Regions from separate parts of the Sus scrofa genome. Here region 2 is linked to region 1. A link is a contact called in public Hi-C data. All regions are on one chromosome and are shown on one strand. The core of a region is the stretch at or near the end of the contact, and the rest is flanking DNA. Distances in the headings are between cores, read along the strand shown.

Evidence for each region. A called contact is a pair of places that touch in the nucleus more often than the background predicts.
Region 2: a contact with region 1 is called in a Hi-C map of embryonic fibroblasts, with 2.2 times the contacts expected there. The contact joins two enhancer-like sites. A contact is called at or near these places in 1 of 47 Hi-C or Micro-C datasets (embryonic fibroblasts) and 1 of 2 datasets of contacts at active chromatin or transcription factors (skeletal muscle).

The regions. Positions count from the first base shown.
Region 1 is chr5:73,817,297-73,821,882 of Sscrofa11.1, reverse strand. The region is part of intron 1 of PRICKLE1 (prickle-like protein 1); the gene reads left to right. Among named protein-coding and RNA genes, the nearest start is that of PRICKLE1, 6.9 kb to the left of the region's middle. Within about 2 kb of position 2,237, at least 4 of the 83 cell types and tissues checked have an H3K27ac peak or open chromatin away from gene starts, as enhancers often do. A contact at or near this core is called in embryonic fibroblasts, where this site is marked.
Region 2 is chr5:74,140,745-74,145,330 of Sscrofa11.1, reverse strand. No RefSeq gene overlaps it. Among named protein-coding and RNA genes, the nearest start is that of PRICKLE1, 320 kb to the right of the region's middle. Within about 2 kb of position 1,875, at least 3 of the 83 cell types and tissues checked have an H3K27ac peak or open chromatin away from gene starts, as enhancers often do. A contact at or near this core is called in embryonic fibroblasts, where this site is marked.

The sequences.
Region 1 (4,586 bases), core at 988-3,487:
CAGCTGCCCTGCTTTTATCCCAGGCGAGATCCCACAGCTCGCAATTAAGGTCTTTGACTTGGGTAACAATTCTGTTTGAAATGTTTCCAATTACACACAATATTGGCGGCATGTAGCAGCTGCATGCCAAAAAGCTTTTCCAAGTGTGTTCCAAGAATCAGGCTGTGATTGCTTTTAATTTAAATAAAGGCTATTTGGTTTCCTGTGAAGTTTTTTATAACCACCTTCCACCACCACCACCCCCCTTTTGTCACCTTTCAAAAAAAAAAAAAAGTTGATATGAAGTAGCCACCACTTAATGTGATACAATATTGGCCCTGGTTTCCTAGGATGGCTGGCTTTGCCCAAGCATGAGGACTATTCCATAAAGGAGAACTTAGAGAACCGTTGTGCAGCAGTTTGGGTTTCCCCAAAGAAGAAAAGAAGGAAGGATGATCTGATAGGCTATTTTAAGTAGCCAATGTTTCCGAATCTTTTCCCCTCCTTCTTTAGGGATCTGTCCTTATAATTATCTTTTTTGGTCACCGAAGATTTGATATGGTGTCTTTCCTTCACATCTTCTATTTTTCTTTTTGTCTGCCTGTGAACATGTGTTAAAGACACATTAAAAGCATAGAGAAAATTCAGTACAAATATCCTTAAAGCAGAAGAGTTTGGGGTGGGGTGCAGTTGCAGGGAGCCAGTGAAATAATTTCACCATTCTACAGTAGCCAAGCCCTCCAGATTGCCCCCTCTGTGGGCTTGAAATCTCTCAACACTGAAACCTTTGAAAAACGGTAGTGGCTTAAATCTTTTAATAGCTACCAGATATACTTATTAAATCTGAAAATAAAATATACACTCTCAGGACTCCGAGTTACAGGGATTAGTTACAGGACTGAGGTCGGGGTGGGAGGAGGTTCTGTTTCCAGGATGATTTGTTGGCCCATTTGAAATATAACACCTAGAGCTAGAGGGTATCCAGTAGCTGAGGTGCTAAGATGGTCCTAATTAAGGCGTTTTCACATAGGCCCTTTCAATCCTGGCAAACACAGCCTATAGAATCTAGTGCTTCTTTGGGTCACACAGTAGTCGACTTGCATAAACGCCAACGTCTCTTCTGGCATTTGTGGAAGTCTTCCATCAGGTAATAAATAGCACTATATAATCCAAATTTGTAAATGCCATGTTTCATGTAGCCCCAGTAGAGACAGCTGAAATTAACCCGGGCTGCCAGGGATCTTTGAGATCTGGAGGTTCGGTTACTGCCTCAATGCAAAAGACTACCACCAATGAATGTTGGCCTTTGAGCCAAGCTAGAAGGGGAAGGTTAGCCTTAGGAAAGCAGCAGACCTTAAGAACTGCCCACCAGCCATCCCTCGGATTTGCCCTTTCTCCCTGGAAACTTTCAATCAAGCAAACCTTCTTAGAGGAAGTTTGCTCATTTCGACATAAAATGAGGTTTATCTTGCCTTACCAGGCGAGCACCCCGGCCTGCCCATTGTGGTAGTGACACAACCCACTATGGTCACCATGGTTCAAGTAGAAATTCTATTAAAACCTGCTTCTGTGTTGGCCAGGTCCTCTGCCCCGATTGAAATACTGTCTTCCGGATCCACACACACACACTCACCCCTCGCGTACTCCTTCAGCCTAATAATAGCAAACGGATTTAAACCATGTCAGAGTTGCAGCAAAGGCATTTGTACTTCTTTTTTTCGTTCTTTCATCTTTGTGATAGAAAGCCAATCTTTGTGATAGAATGCCAATAATATGGCATTCTTCTGAAGACATTCATAACTTGTTAACTGTAATGGATGTTTCTAACTATGTTATTTACATGCTTGAAGACTCTAAGTTCCTTCATTAGGACCTGAAAAAGAGCCAGATAGCGTGGCATTTTGCTTTGCTCTAAAACAGCGCTGCCGAACAATTTAAGGAACTGTTAGATCTTATGTAAGAAGACTGCTTAGTGCTCTTGTTTTTTTTTAATTTTTTGTCTTTTTGCCATTTCTTGGGCCACTCCCCCAGCATATGGAGGTTCCCAGGCTAGGGGTCCATTCGGAGCTGTAGCCACCGGCCGCGTCTGCAACCTACACCACAGCTCACGGCAATGCCAGATTGTCAACCCACTGAGCAAGGGCAGGGACCGAACCCGCAACCTCATGGTTCCTAGTCGGATTGGTTAACCACTGCGCCACAACGGGAACTCCTGCTTAGTGCTCTTGTGTTGCAATACTTTGTTATAATGTGTGTCCAAAGGAGACAGGCATTTGAAATTCTTCTGTGACTATGTAATTAGTAAGTATGTTCGGTGCTTGAAGTATATGCATGTTACATAATTTTTAGAAAGAGATAAAGTTAAGGCTGAAGTGCATTAGAGAATCACAGATGTTTCTTGTAAGAAACTACATATGCTTCATAGGAATTTCGAACTCCTTTCTGATGCTTAGCTTTGTTCATTGCAAGGATCACATGAATAATTTCTTTTGAGTTGCCATGGTTCTTATTTACACAAGCCTTGAGAAAGGAGCTGAAGTGATAAATAACTTGCCCCCCTCACCCAGTTAGTTCTGAAATGCTTTAGCCTTTAATGTTTTTGTGAATGTGAAGGGAGGGAATAAAATACACAGAGAAGATGTTTGTGTTTAACTGACTTAATCATATAAGTTCCCTTTGTGGGTCTTCTATAAGCTTAAACAGCTTGTCAGGCTAATAGCCAAAAACATGTCCTCAAGTCCTGCCAAACGTGTTAAAAGCAGACCAGGCTTTCTTCATATTGAGGTATTGGAAACATATTTTTAACCTTCTGAATTTGAGGAATAAACCAGAAAAATCATCCTCTTCTTCTAATCCACAAAACCCCAAAATGATTATTCATGGCAGTGCCAAAATGAGAAACTGATAGGCATAAGGATGTTTGAATGGGAGCAGCTTGACTTGGCTGTTGAAGCAGGAAGGAACCGGGTTACTATGGTACGTGATGGCTCTTTGTTTGTTGTTTGTGTTGCCCGTACACACTGGCTTTTTTACTTTGGTTCCGTAACTTTTGGTTGAGGAGTTGTCCTGACCAAAGCACTTATCCTGTTTCTTGAGTAGAGATTCAAGAATCATCAGTAGTGATGTGGCAGAAGAGTGCAGAACTGGATAGTTTTTCTACCATCATTTTTCTGTAAATCAGAAAATTTGGAACACAGTCCAATAACTGTGCGATTTTGGGTCAGCCACTCAGCCTCTCTGGGCCTTGGTTCCCTCATATATAAAGTGAGGGAACTGAGCCAGATCAGTGCATATTAACCAAAGGTTTGAGCCATAAACACCTATGGAGCTTTTTCAAAATGAAAATACACAGAGATTTTTAAGGCAGGAGGCTTGGGGTGGAGTCTTGCACATTTAACTTGGAAACGCTCCTCAAGTAATTTGATGCACAGCTGTGGTTAAGAGCCACTAAATTAGATGATCTCTGAGATTTCCTTCCAGTTCTAAAATTTTATGTTTCTAATCCTACTAGGCTGAACATTTTTCCTTCCTTCCTTTCTCTTTTGTTCATTCATTCATTGATTCTTCATAGCGAATGTTGCCATCAAGAAATAGACGTCATTTTAACCCAGGTCCAGGAAATTGTGTGTTCTCCTCCTGTGAGTGGACGGTGATAGATGTGAGCCAGGAACCATGTTAGTTCCCCGTTGCACACCCAACGCCTAACACAGTGCCGGACTCACAGTGCGCATGGCAACTTCAGAGAGCCCCCCAGAGTCAGGAAACTTTGAAAATGTGATGTTAGTGATTTTAAAATACTATTGTTAGCCTTCCGTAGTGTAAGGAGCATCAATATAATGTTGTCTGCATGAAACTTATATAATGTTGCAAGCCAATGTTACCTCAATAAAAGATAAATTAAAAATAAAGTAAAATAGGAGCTCCCATGGCAGCGCAGCAGAAACGAATCCAACTAGGAATCATGAGGTTGCAAGTTCGACCCCTGACCTGGTTCGGTGGGTTGAGGATCCGGCGTTGCTATGAGCTGTGGTGTAGGTCGCAGACTCGGCTTGGATCTGGTGTTGCTGTGGCTGTGGTGTAGCCACAGCTGCAACTCCGATTCGACCCCTAGTCTGGGAACCTCCCATCTGCTCCATAGCTCTAAATAGCAAAAAAAAATTTTTAAAAGTAAAATAAAACAGTATGCTCAATATGTTTTGTCAACTTCCAGACACCTTTCAGGTAAAGTACCTCCAGATTTCAAAGAATAGGTATAATTGTTCATCTGAAAAGCAGCATAATAAATTCATTCTATCTCTTATGTTTCCAGATCTTCGAGGTACTCTATCATGTTTTGTTTTTGTTTTTGTTTTTTTTTTTTGTCTTTTTGCTATTTCTTGGGCTACTCTTGCAGCATATGGAGGTTCCCAGGCTAGGGGTTGAATCGGAGCTGTAGCCACCGGCCTACGCCAGAGCCACAGCAACACGGGATCCGAGCCGCGTCTGCAACCTACACCACAGGTCATGGCAACGCCGGATCGTTAACCCACTGAGCAAGGGCAGGGACCGAACCGGCAACCTCATGGTTCCTAGTCGGATTTGTTAACCACTGCGCCACGACGGGAACT
Region 2 (4,586 bases), core at 626-3,125, 320 kb before region 1:
TTTTGTGATTAAACATGCTATTTTCAGAGTTCCTCTCATGGCTCAGTGGTTAACAAATCCGACTAGGAAACATTAGGTTGCGGGTTCAATCCCTGGCCTCGCTCAGTGGGTTAAGGATCCAGTATTGCCGTGAGCTGTGGTGTAAGTCGAAGACACAGCTCTGATCTGGCGTTGCTGTGGCTGTGGCGTAGGCCACACCTACAGCTCTGATTAGACCCCTAGCCTGGGAACCTCCATATGCCACAGGCGTGGCCCTAGAAAAGACAAAAAAAAAAAAAAAAATTGCTATTCTCAGAGCTCCCATTGTGGCTCAGCAGGTTAAGGACCCAATGAAATCTTTGTGAGGATGCAGATTCCATCAGTAGCCTTATTCAGTGGGCAAGCTGCAGCATAGATCACAGATGCAGTTCAGATCCAGTGTTGCTGTGGCTGTGGTGTAGGCTGGCAGCTGCAGCTGTAATTGGACCCCTAGCCTGGAAACTTCCATATGCTAAGGGTGTGGCATTAAAAAAAAAAGAAAGAAAGAAAATGCTATTCTCGTTCCACCAAGTTCTTCTGCCCTCTAGGGTAGCTGTCCCCAAAACTGCCAGGACATAAGAATCAGCTGGACAGTTGCTTCAAAAAAAACCAGATATCCAGGAGTTCCACTATGGCACAGTGGGTTAAGGATCTGGCATTGCCACAGCTGTGACATAGGATACAGCTCTGGCTCAAATTCAGTCCCTGACCCAGGAGCTTCCATATGCCAATGGGTGCAGCCCAAAATGAAAACAAGCAAACAAACAAATAAGCAGAGAAACAGGTCCTACCCTACCAAGATTCAAGATTCTGATTGCTCAGGGATGGAGTAGGGCCTGGATATTTATCTTTTGATAAACCTCCCCAGGTGATCCTGATAAGCTGAGATTTTAGGAAACACTGACTTACCAAAATCAGTGATTCTTGACTGGCAGGACAGTGGCTAATCACCTGAGCAGACCTCACCAGCCTTGCTGCTCACCCCCCCCGCCAGCCCCAAGAAGCCAGTTCGGTCACACTGAAATTGTCAGGGCCTGCCTTGCACAGTTCGCAAACATTATGCATATGGTTCCGACACTGCACATTAGTTGGGAATCTGGGATATGGAGATATCATCAGAAATAAGTAAGCCCTAAATATTTGGAACTCTGCAATCTGTTCTGACTCTCCAGCATTTCAGTTTGTTCAGAAGCAAACCAAAGAATCAAAGAACCAAAACCATGGAACAACCACTGAGAGACCATTTTTTCTTCACCTGTCTTCGTTAGTAAACGAGCCCCCAGACAGTAGAATTTCCAGTTTAAGTTGAAAACCCTTTAGTGTAAGGAGGGAACATAAACTCTCTCAAGCGTCCAGGGCAGGATGTAACACCTCATTTCCCAGTGTCCTTTCCTCGGTATCGCAACCTGCTTCCTCCGTGTTGCCCTTGTCGGAGACGGAGAAGAACAGATGGTGGCAAAAGCAGGAACCTGGTAATGGAGGCCGGGTCCGCTTGCGCCTTGTCGTGGCTGTGACCCACCCCACCGCCAAATCCCCTTTGCGCCCTCGACCGTGAGATCAGAATGACAGCCCAATTTATCAACGGTGAATATTGGTGTAAACAACTTCAAGGCCGGGATATTTTTCATACCCCCTTGAAAACTGTCATCAGTTTTGTCGACTAGTAAGGCAACCACTGATCCATTTAAGAAACTGTCAGCAGGTGGACAAAAAAGTGAAAGATGGATGCTTTCCAAAGGTCTTAGGAAAAGAGGCTCCAGCTGTCAGAACACATGACTTCTGATGCACCGTCTAGTCGAGCCACGGAGCAAGAGTGTAACCCTCACCACCAGAGTTAGCAGCAGAAGGAACAATTCACTTCAGAAGGAAATTTCCAGACACGCATTCCTTAGTCGTGAGGTGTATGGTACAGCAATGTCGTCTGTGCCACAATTATCCAAAGGGCCAAATTTGGGATTATGAACTCGTGTCTCAGAAACTCTAAATGGAGTCCTGCCCCCATCCCCCACCTCCCCCCAACCACCACCACCACCACTTTACTGAAAATGATTAAAACCCACTGCTTGGAATCTTACACTGAGTAAATCTGGAAAATTTCTTTTCGGAAAACATCATAGATCATCACGCTGTCCACCTTAAAAATCAACAGATCAGCTGGACTTTGCAAATTCACATGTCACTTACAGTCATTTAATGAAAAAAAAATTTTTTTAAGTGTAGTATTTTTTAATACAGAGACAAGTTGGTAATACAGTGGTTTTGCTTTAATATGGCCAATCACCAAAAAATATATTCCAGTCAAGTGTTTGTCATGTTTAAGTGATCTAATTCAAAAATATTCTCAACCCTTAGCCCTCGGGGATACTGGCAAAAAGAGCCAGTTACATATTGCCACCAAAACGTTAATAAAATCATTTGTTTCTAAGTAGTAGATATAAAATAACTTCAAAAAGTGTAAAGTACTATACAAATGTAATATTCAATTACCATTGTGTGCTGTGGATGTATCTTTGAAGTAATATATTATAAACAAAACATAAATTCAGGACTCATCTTAATAACATTTCAATAATGTAAGTATTATTAAAATTAGCATTTTTTTCACTACAGTGCCCTTCAGTGTTATATGTATTTTTGATGGTGGCTGTACTTGAATTGTTTATAAAATGGTGAGATATAAGCAAAAGAATATAAATCCATCCACAGAATAAAATGGAAAATGACTGAAAAACAGTAGGTTAAGCCCATTCCTAAGTCCATGAACAATTCAGTATTACGTTCAAAATTTGCATTCAATTAAATCAACTTTATAAAAACTATTCTTTCTTTTATATCATTCGACTTATATGGGACAAACTTATACTAACATCAAACAAACTCATCATTTCCTCACAAATGTTGGTTTCCATGAGAATGAAACAAAAAAGGATAAAGTAAAAAGAGAAAAAAATATATGTGGAGTTACAGTTAGATCCCACACCTAAGTTTCTTGAGTCTTGTCCTGCCTTTTCTGGGTGTTCAGGAGACTGCTTAATTCCACAACAGCTCTAAATGAAGCCCCGAATTCTCAGGAAAGAATTGATTTGCTTGCTAGGAGCAAACGGTTGTCTCAAAGCCATTTGGCCAACTGGTCCACCGCAGACTCCAGCTCATTGTGTTAAAATGGAATCTTAGCTTGGTTCAGGGCGAGTCTCAGGTGGGTTCACTTTTCCGTATACAAAGAGTAGGTTTCCTAAGACATCTCACACATGTTCTGATTAGTTATTTTGTTTGTGATTTGGTGGTTTAGTTATTTTGGGGGCAGGGGTGGCTAGCCATGGCCACTTCCTAAGGAATGAAACGCACATTTATATAGTGTCCTACAGGGAGTTCCCGTCATGGCACAGCAGAAAGGAATCTGACTAGGAACCTTGAGGTTGTGGGTTCGATCCCTGGCCTCGCTCTATGTGTTAAGGATCCAGCATTGCCGTGAGCTGTGGTTGTAGGCCTGCAGCAACAGCTCCGATTAGCCCTCTAGCCTGGGAACCTCCATATGCCGCAGGTGCACCCCTCAAAAGACAAAAAGACAAATAAATAAATAAATAGTGTCCTATTTACCTTTATCCAAAAAAAAAAAAATCTTTCAATTTAAATCATAGCATTATCAATAAAAATCACTTCCCTTCAATCTTTGGGATCAGAAAACAAATCAGAGTCAAACCCAGCATATTCTCTTTGTCATTCCTTCCCTTGTCTTAGAGAGAGAGACATCCACAGGAAGTATGTAAAAATGGAGAAGTGTTGCTACATGCCATTTGCCCAAACTTCAAAAAAAAAAAAAGCATCCTGCCTGTTCTTCCAACCTGTGGACTTCTTTTTAAAGGACAGCTTACAGTTTTTATAATAAAAATACCCATTTTTTTAAAAAAAAAAAAGTTCTTGCATAAGTAGTCATCTTGAAGACTTCCGTCAAGAAAAGGAAAGATTATCACAAGTTACACATGGTCAGGGCTGCAAAATACATTAGCTGGAGACAAGGAAGGGAACGGCCACTCCACCAAAGCCCCAGTGTGATCATCACAACGATCCAGCAATCCTGCCAAAGCGCCTAACATCGTCTGTGATGGTTTCTTTAAACAGACAATGCAGAAGATTAACTTCCTTTTCTCAATAAGCAATGAGCACTCACGCTATTCTCTAGCATTTTCCTAGAGCAATTATCAATGTCACTTTGTTGATCTTTAAAACACTTCTGGTTGGGAAATAGGAAAACCAAATCAAATCTGCCCAGATCTCCAATCTCCGTGTCTATCTGAGATCTAATTTAGAAGAACTTTCTAAATTCGGCTGTTTCTCAGCTGCTCGTTCATAAACCAAACGCAGCATAAAAAGGATGTCCTCCTGGAGGCCTAGGCCAGTCAACATTTCAGAGAAAACAAAAAGGGTAATTATAGGAATCTGAGCATATTATAGAACATGGTCTTTATTCAGTGGAAACTCAAGTTTCCTAACTACAAACACACTTTTACATAATAGAATATAAGTCTGAGTAGAATAAGAATTTATTTAGATTTGTATCACTGGCTCCC